Regions from separate parts of the Anas platyrhynchos genome. Here region 2 is linked to region 1. The links are chromatin contacts, called in public Hi-C maps. All regions are on one chromosome and are shown on one strand. The core of a region is the stretch at or near the end of the contact, and the rest is flanking DNA. Distances in the headings are between cores, read along the strand shown.

Region 1 (4,767 bases), core at 1,491-3,990:
ATTTTCTTCCATTTAGGTAAATCTTTCTGTAAATACTCAGAAGAAAAAAAAAGTTCTCCCATTTTTCTACATTTCTTCAAATCAAATGGGAGCCTGATAAACTCACATGTGATTTAACTTACATCCAACATTCTTGAAACAGAGTTCATTCCTGTCTTGTCTGTGATTTTTACCTCTAGATCTGTATTTCCCTGAGCAGTAGGAGGAAGGAAATAATCTGGAGTCAAGAATTCTTCAGACATGTCAGCAGATGAAGTATGAGAACAAGGTAATTCTCTCGAATGCCCCTGTGAAAGATGTTATCATTTAAGATGCTTTCTTCGCTCTATTGAATATACATTTTAGTCAGTAATGTTAAACAATAATACATCAAACTGAAACAATATATAAATTGATTGTTCTATGTTTCGACTCAGCTCCTGCGCCTCACAATTTACAGAACCATTATACGTAATATGTCAGGAGGACTGCTAGTTGTATCACAGCTGAAACAATCAGCTGTTCTGGTAGTTCAGTGAGCAACATGGAGAGAACAGGCTAAAACGTTTCAGGGAAAACAAGCAGGAACTAGATTTCTTGGAATACTATACATACTCTAGAGAGAATCTCAGCTTGTTGAGGAATGACTGAACTCTTAGGAATAGTTATTCCAGATCCTGCTTGTTCATATTGTGATGGTGACTGGCAACTTCTCCCTAGGATGTCACAATGAAACACAATCATTAGGCTAAAAGTAACATGAATTTAGTGCTCTGAACACTGATGTAGCATCAATGAGAATGGAGAGTAAAACTACACTGTCTGCCAAAAACATGGAGAAATGACAGGCAGAAGACAGCATTAATCTAAGCAGGTGAAGCTTTCCTTGTTCCTTTATCTGTAACTATTACAAAAACACTGTCTGTACTGTGCTGCTACAGAAAAAGCACCTTTCAACTCCAATTAAAAGAAATAAAGGTGTGAGAGCATAGCCATAGATTTAAAAGCTTTGGGTCTCCCATACTAATATATGTTAATGATGATGAAGGGTCTCCACGCTCACTGGACATTACATCCAGTTATTAAATAACAGAACTGAGTATTACGTTATGTTAGCCAATGCCTTAGCCATTGACCTGCTTTGGACAGGAGACTCTGAAAGAGAAGATGGCCAATTATTTTAACAAAATCGCAGGAGATGAAATCTGCTGAGAGATGGAAAGAGACAAAAAGGGAGATGAAATAATCCTTTTTTCAGCCTTACCCCCAGAACTTATGAACATTGACTCCAAATCACTCTCCTCAGATGCAGATCTATCCTCACAACCCACATCCCAAGGCTCAACGTTGTCACCTGCACGCCATCTCTCTCTCTGTTGGTCTCGACTTTTTTGGACCCTAATGGCGACATGTTGAAAGGCTTCCTCTATACTCTCCGTTTCACTTTCAGATGTACATTCACTGGTTGGATTTGTAGAAATCAGTTCCAGTTGTCCTGAGGCCACTCTTTTGGCCATTTGCTTTACTTCATCTACACAAAAGAACAAAATCTCCAGCCTGCGCAACAGGATCTAAACCTTCAAACCCTTTCCCATGTTTCATTGTATCTGCATACTTGGAAATGCTAAAATTATAAGCCTGTGTATTCCTTTATACAGAGAAGAACTAGACACTTCCTTCTATTTAAATTTAAAACCTGCATAAATCAATACAGACAAGCCTTCACATGAATAATTTTTGTTAGTTTGCATTCTCTATTATTCGTTCTTTACTGCCACCCACTGGTCGTTGCTATACTACCCTTTCTAAATTCATATGCTGTCCCTCCCTTACATCCTCTGAAACAGGGTCAGATATTCCTTGAGCTTTATAGTCAAACCATCTTAGTGTGATTGTGATTATTCCATGGCCTGAATGCACAAGATGCTGGATTCCACTCATTTGGTTTTCCACCAAGAACAGCCTAATAAAGCGATTAAGGCAGACAGACCTTTGTAAACTAACGAAATGTGTTAAGTTTTAATGCACTGCACTGCAGTAAGATTGCTAACGTTAACGCCGATTTACTTACTTCTCCACTCTGGTTGCCTCATCCTTCTCTCCTCACTTATTTTTGTGCTGTAAATTTCAGAAGCTGATTTTGGATAGCACCTATGATAAATTATTACAAGACAAGAGAAACTGTTAATGCACAAGCGTATTCTGTTAAGTATTCCCAGTCAATAGAACACTAGAAGTTGTCCCACAGCCCCTAATGTAGGGCCTAATCCTACTCCTATAAAAGCCAGAGTGTTTCTACCGAGAACTGAATGAGGCTGTGTACAGAGAAAAGAGCCGCCTTACTACTAGCTTCACTATTAGATTGCTCTCCTTAGGCACTGTTAGTTTCAGACTACTGACCTCTATCAGAAAAGCATTCGCAATCTGTCTGAATACCACTCTATAGAGGTAACTGCCCTGTTGCAGTAGTTACCCTGTCAGCTCTGCAGCTGACAATGAGTCACGGTAGGGTCCTAATTGGACAGATGGCTTCTGGCTTACTGTAAAAACATTCAATGCCATCTTTTATCCTGGATGTATCTACTTTTGACAGTGGCTGTAGCAAGATGAATCTGCTAGAATTAATTCTTTTGTGAACGTGATCAAAACTTACCACCTCTCTTCTTCACTTCCACTTGCTGCAGAATGTGAATCACTCCCTCTCTGACACTGCAAGTTGAACTTATTTTTGCATCTTACAGATACACGTGGGAGTAAATGCTGAAACGAGTCCAACAAGCCATGATTCAGCACGTTGGGCACTCTGTTAATTATCAGTTGAGCTGTCTATGGGACATACTAAGAACCAGATCATGCAAATTTTACTTCCTACATTTTATTTCAGTATCAGTAGTACTTCTCAAGTGAAAGGATCACAACTCCAGGCCTTAACTTATTAAAAGCTCTGCCTGGAGCTATAGCAGGTTTCATGTGTATGTAAGCGGACTGTCATGACACCTGGCTCCCAGAGGAAGTAGACCTAATGACCCAAGATCAGTCCCACAGCAGATACAACACACATTTCTCTCTTTTTCAGCTAAGCATGTCAGCTACTTACAGTTAATAAAGAATTCTAGATCATTAAGGGGCAGCTCTGACCTCCTTAACTAAGTATACTGCCCTACACCCCCAAAAAAAGTAGTAAAAAAATAATCTTTCTCTGCTTGCCATTTTCCCTAACAGTCCCACATCAATTTTAGCACAAGATTTTACTCCCTCCTCAGTTATTAGACAAGTATTTTGCTGGGGAAAAAATAAGATTACTACTGCAACACTGAGTTGACCATTTTGTTTTCTATATATAATGCATATAGCATGCACATGCATTTTAAAAGACAGATTATTCCTTTCTCTTGGATGCCATTTGTAACTTTCTCTTTACCATAAACCCATTAAAGAACACAGTAGTAACAAACACCTGCTCCACACTTTACCTCACGGTCTAGGCCCTCTTGGTTATCCAGGCTTTTCACCCCACTGAAGCTGAGATCATGCTGGTTGTTTTCATTTTTACTCTTACGCATCTGATGAAAGCTCTTCCACTTTTCATTCTGAGCTGCCTGCATTTCCCCTGCTGCCTTTGAAAAAGCCTGGAAACCATTTCCACCCAAACCTCCTCGTGCCTCACGTGTTACCAGAGGTGGAATATAGTCACTTGAGGGTGGACCTATGGCTTTCCATAAAAAAATATTAGCTCCAGAAAAAGGGTTATTGGTATTTTCGTAGATATCATCAGATCTGTTCCAATGTCTGTCATTAAAAGTTTGCTTAGAAACCTGATACATTCCCATTTCCTGGAGCAGCTTATTTTGTCTTTCATTGGCAATGAATTTGTCCAGTTTTAACTCTGTTCTGCACAGGGAATCTGCTGCCTGCTGCAACATGCTCTGAATGATCTTTAAATTAAGGACACATTTACTGATGTGCTGCTCATCTGGGGACGGACCACTCATTCTTCTCCCAGCATCTCCTCTCACCTGTGCCAGCAGGCACAGGTCAGAGACCTCACTTGCTCCTTCCTCCTCTTCTGTAGTATCCTCTGTGACTGAGTCTGAAAAGCTACCTTCCTCAGAAGCTGGCTTTTCCTCACATGACGCTCCAGGGGACACAAAGAGGTCTCTGAGGGCAGGCTTATCTTTTACCTTTTGCTGCTTTTCTTTATCCTTTAGAGTCTGACCTACTCCAGCTCCTTCTTCCAGGAAGTCTTCTTGAGATTCTGGGTAACTGGCAAAGATTTCATTCATTTCAAAGCTACAGAGGCTGTCATCCACATCACTGACACTGCAGGTCGCCTGGACTTCAGAATCTATGTCATGATTTTTTTCCTGTGCAACTGGCTGTAGATTGCTCGATGCCTCATAGTCTACTAAAGCATTATTCTCCTCAGGAATAAGAGAGTATCTTGGGGCAGGAGAGCTGTCTGCAAAAATTTGATATTAGGTGTTTAGCTACTCCTCCAGATGTCCATCAGACACACTGCTTTTGTACATTTAACAGTCAACACCTTTTAGATAATACATAAGCAGCATTTAACAGCTCTGCTGAAAGCAGTGTGCCTGAACTGCAATTATTAACCTGACATACAGTCTTGAGTTTACATTAATAGTTAGGGTGGCAGGTAAAATACAGATCTAATTGCTTTCTGTTTTCAATCTATGTCATCAAATCTGTAAGTGCTCCCATTTCAGTTGTTTACAGTAGATCTTTGTGGACTGAGAAAAATCCTCAGCAAAGGATGCACAACACCTT
Region 2 (4,767 bases), core at 1,182-3,681, 80 kb before region 1:
TGCACAGTGCACGTTAGTGCTGGTGAGGACGAGCAGTGATGTTTGTGTGCTGCGTGGGGGACCCCAGCAGCCCTGGAAGCAGCCAGCGACCCCGAGGGGCTGATGGCTCCTGTGCTGGTGTAGCTGTGCACAGCGACAGCCCCGCTGTTCCCCTGCTGAAGCGTTCTCCGAAATGCCTGTGTTAACTCCAGGGGGTTCTCTTGTGCTGAAGTCAAGGATCATAAATCCGGTAACGACGGCTCAGCCTGGCTGTGCGGTCTGACCTCGGCACCGCGGGCAGTGCCTCTTCCAAACAGACCTTGCCCTCCTCGCAGCGCGGGGCTTGGCTGGTGGGACATTAGCACTAATGAGAAGGGGGATGCAAGGATAACAGGACCGAGCCACGTGGCTGCGGCTGGTTGCTGCCTCTGAGAAATGTTTGGCTGTTTGTCATCCTCCCCGCCGACAGACGATGCCCGACAATGGCCTCGCAGCGATCTCACGACAGCAGCCTCGCTCTGCACGCCCTCCGCATCTCGCTTCCGAATCGCCTGTCCCTCCTTCCTTCCCTTCCGTGGTCCTGCTGCTGTGGACGTTGTGCATACAATATGTGCTTCCTGTCTTCCAAGCAGGCTGTCGAACGAAGCAGGGGGTAGTTGCTGGCATTCTTGTACCGTAGCCAGGCTCATTTTGGTCTGATGGCTTCGGTCTGGCCTTCCTGCTTCTAATGAGATGTAAGTCGCATGCCTGCAGTGCTGCTTTCAGGGAGGGCATGTGAAAACAGAGCAGGGCTTGGCAGGTCTCACTGTCTAACTCCTCTGCCCTTTCCGTGTGCTGACTTGCCCTGGTGTGAGCACTGAACCCTTTTCCTGCTCCCCAGGCAGGAAATCACTGTGCTGAGACTGTGCTGCCGAGGTGGCACTGAGCTCCTGAAGGGTGCTGGGTGCTTTTCTTGTGAGCCATCTGCCCTGTGCACACTGGCTGAGCCGTGCCTGCCAGTGGTGCTCCCAGTTTTGCTTCTCCTGGTCTCGGTGAGCACCAGCAGATGGACTTACAGGGGTTTTATTCCCTGAGGACCAAGAGCCAGCTACTAGGAAACACTGAGCGCAGAGACTGAAGCGAGGGTACATACGGTCCCAGCAAGGGGCTCCGAACTCCACGAGAAGGCTGAACCTGGAGCACACACCTGTAGGTTTTTGGCACAGCTTCCTCCTGTAGATCTGAGATTGCCACAGAGCCGTTCTGCAGTGCCCAAGGACCTGCTGTGACCTCTGCCTGGCCTTGTTCCCTGCAGGCGCCTGGTGGAGCGGCTGGAGAACATGAGAAAGAACGCGATGGGAAACGGCCTCTCCCAGTGCTTGCTCTGCGGGGAGCTGCTCGGGCTGCTGGGGAGCACCTCGGTCTTCTGTCAGGACTGCAAAAAGGTGGGTTTGCTCACAGGGGTTCCTGCCTACTCCTGGTAGCAGGTCTGTCCAGGCAAGGCCACTGGGGCTCTCGGAAGGGAGATCGCTCTGTGGAGTTAACTTATCTTAGCCCTGCTTGACCGGGTTGGTGCTGTCAAGCCACAGGGTTTTTTCTTTTTACCTTATTCCTTGTGATCCTAAAGTGCCCAAACTGCACTTACTGCTGAGATGGTGTGCATCAGCCGGGTAGATACTGGCGTTCCAGAGAAAGGGCAGAAATGTGCGTCTGTCAGAGGCACCTATAGAAGTGTCTGTGTACCTTACTGCTCCTTCCTGCAGGGTCTGCCCTTAGACCTTCCAGTAATGTGTTTCTACAGAGGGCTCAAACCCATCTTTAAGTTCCAAACCAGTGTAAGGTTTCCAACCTCAATGATACATAAATTACCTGTGCATCAGTGACTGTGTGTGTCATTGGCAGGACTGCACAGGTGTTGTTTGGAAGGGAGCACAGGCATGTAGGGAGACCTACATAGTGTGTAGGTCCTACATAACATCCTACATCCCTGTGGGATGATTATTGCTCGTCTGGGCTCCCCGACAAGCAGGGGTTAAACTGCATTGCTGCGGAGATGAGGATCTCCAAGGCAACCACCTTATCCTCCCTCTGCTGGGAGGCTGCTTCTCCTGCACTTGAAGCCCATCCTTCCCTGGGGAGATGTCTGTGCGAGTGCTCAGAGCAGTGCCTGGGGAGAGGTGAGGGTACCAGTGGGTGCAGGAGTGCTTCTGACTGGTGTCAGGGTGGGAGGGAGCAGCCTGGTGTCCCTGCTGGGCACCAGAGCCAAGGGGACACTTGCTGGTGCCACCCACCCCATCACTGCAGAGTTGTCCCATGGAGTCTGCAGGGCAGCACTGAGTAAATCCCACGTCTTACCACGCAGGGGTGTGTGCTGGCAGCTCTGTGCTTAAGCAGCTGTGCAGGCTGTGATGGAGAACCTGCTGTGCTGGTGGAGTTGGTGAGCTGCAGGTCCTGCAGGCAGCACCGAGGGCCCAGCAAAGGGGAGCTGCAGGGCAACTCTCTCGGAGGGGAGCACGGGCTCTGTGCAGACGTGTCTGTGGACAATAAAGGGCTGCCTGGCAGACAGGAGGCGGCAGGCTGTTTCCTGCATTTCAAGCATGCAGAATAACAGGATGTGCTGTATTCCTGCCTCCTTCCCCTGGCGATTCTGCTCTCACCTTGTCTGAAGCCAGCTAGGTCATGGTGCTGCAGCACTTCCTAACCTCCTTCCTGCAAGCCCCGCACACTAGCACGTGGAGGCAGAGCTGCTGCAGACCCTGCCCTGCTCTGCCCCTTTGCAGTTGCAGGAATAACCCCTAGAGCTAGCGAGGCTGGGAGTGCCCGAGGCTCCTGAGGAGCTGTAACCAGAAAGACCCAAAGAAGAACTGGTTCTTCTTGGGTTTTAGTTGGTTTTGGGGTAGTTTTTTTTTTCATTGTTCTCTTTTAGTCTGTTGGACAGTTCAGGAGGATTCACATCGAGGTTGACCTAAGGTGAGATCCTGTTTTTCCCAGTGTGCGTTTTGCAGCTGCTTTCAGCTTGGCTGCGCTTCTCTGCCGTGTGCGAGCTCAGGGCAATGGTGAGTGGGTGCCCTGGGCTTTTCCCCTTCCTGCTTTGTAACGCAGTGGTGTGAACCCAAAAACAGTCGATCCCTAAGCAGAGCACACAGAGGGGGCTGTTACTTTAAGCTTGTCCCCAATCCCCAGGGATATCCATCACTTGTGCAGCGTTGAACGCGATAAGCAATGACTTGTCAGGGAATTATGGATTTTTAAAGTTCATATTTTTCTTGCTTTCTTGTTACCATCTCATTGGAAAGTCGTTGCGGCCCTTTTAGCTCAATAACAGGGATTGCTGTAACGATACATCTGAAATATAGCAGAGGGCTTACCTTCTGCAAGTCCCTTCTGCTGAATAGAGGCTCGATAGCTCTTGGAGCCTGATGGATTTCCTAAGTGCCACTTTCTGTTTTAGCATTTATAGGTCAAAATGAAGAATGATTTTAATATTGGGTTTTATTATCTTAGAAATAAATGCATTATGGCAAGACAAAGATGTATGCAAATACAGACGTGTTAACAATAGCAGTAGTCAGATGAAGCATAATGTGCAATTTACCATGCAGAGGGTATCAGGATCATGTATAAAAGGTGAAAGAGAAGTAGGAGAAGAAAGATATCTTGTATTTAATGAAGAACAGGGCTGTGTTTAGCATCTTTGATTTTTATGTCTTCTGAGGGGTTGTGGGTGATACTCGATTTCCCGGCTAGTCTGCAGGGAAGGGGAGGAAGAGAGCCCAGTTTTGTGTTGGAGCTTTCAAAATTTATGGCTAGGAGGAAAGTTGTTGGGAAATTTCCACTAGGGGGAGTGTTTGAATGTGCTATATGCGGGGATTGGGATCTCTGAGGGTATTTACGACTGAGTTACTCCCTCAGGTTTTGGTCTCAGAAAGGGAGAATTTGGTGCATTTCAGAAGGTGCCTCCTAACTGCGGCACTATCTTCTGCTTGCATCTGCAGTCCCTCTTGGCTTGGGTAGCACCATCTTGAATATCGATATGCACCAGACCAAACAGGTTGTTTCTTATTTCTCTGCCCTTCCTGAAAACCTGTAGGCATCCCAGCCAAAACGCCATTAAAGTGCCCGTTGGGATGCAGACAGAGCAAAAGCCTTGACAAAAGCCATCTGTTGAGCTGTTAGCAGAACCGAGAGCTCTGCCTCTGGGCTGCGCTGACCGAAATATTTGGGTGTGTTTGCTCATGCAGTGAAGCCATTCCTAAGGTACTGTCTTTCTGCTGCTCTCCTCCTCCGAGCGTGGGCACTGAGGGCTAAGTGAGCACCAAGCCTTCATCCCGCAGAGCAGAGCTCCTGGCTTATAGCTGGAGCAGCCTCGGTGGGGAGATGGGTGAAACCCAGCTGGGGGGAGTAAATTGTCTCCCTAAGCAAGCTTTTGCTCTCCAGGGCCCTCCTGTGAGTGGATTTTTCTCTGTGAGGATCAAAGCATTCATCCCATTCCTAATTCAACTGCAAGCCAAGCCTGATACCCATCAGCTTCATTATATAAAAATTAGGTGATTCGGGTTGTAAATGGCTTGTAATGCCAGCAGAGACGTGGAAGCTCCCTCGTGCAGGGATGGATGCCGTGTGGTGCTATCAAGCATTCTGCTCAGGAAACGTGCACGTAGGCACGGTCGTGCCCGCTCCCTAAGCAGCCACAAATCAATAGCTGCCAAGCGCTCGCCGAAATGGAGGGGAAGCCGTGGGGTTTCAGGCAACGTGTGTGAGGGAAGGGAGGGGAGGATTTACAGTCCTGCACAAACTCGCACTCGTTTT

What was found. A called contact is a pair of places that touch in the nucleus more often than the background predicts.
Region 2: a contact with region 1 is called in a Hi-C map of F1 follicle, with 4 times the contacts expected there. The contact joins two enhancer-like sites. A contact is called at or near these places in 4 of 8 Hi-C or Micro-C datasets (F1 follicle, liver, skeletal muscle and 1 more).

What each region holds. Positions count from the first base shown.
Region 1 is chr20:3,504,499-3,509,265 of IASCAAS_PekinDuck_T2T, reverse strand. TEX14 (testis expressed 14, intercellular bridge forming factor) reads right to left here. Exons shown (of 35, transcript XM_072026048.1): 17 at 3,453-4,438; 18 at 2,633-2,739; 19 at 2,051-2,130; 20 at 1,244-1,510; 21 at 595-695; 22 at 174-287. Among named protein-coding and RNA genes, the nearest start is that of RAD51C, 14 kb to the right of the region's middle. Within about 2 kb of position 2,740, at least 2 of the 8 cell types and tissues checked have an H3K27ac peak or open chromatin away from gene starts, as enhancers often do.
Region 2 is chr20:3,584,090-3,588,856 of IASCAAS_PekinDuck_T2T, reverse strand. It overlaps RPH3AL (rabphilin 3A like (without C2 domains)), which reads left to right. Exons shown (of 13, transcript XM_072026113.1): 8 at 1,274-1,403. Among named protein-coding and RNA genes, the nearest start is that of RPH3AL, 16 kb to the left of the region's middle. Within about 2 kb of position 2,431, at least 1 of the 8 cell types and tissues checked has an H3K27ac peak or open chromatin away from gene starts, as enhancers often do.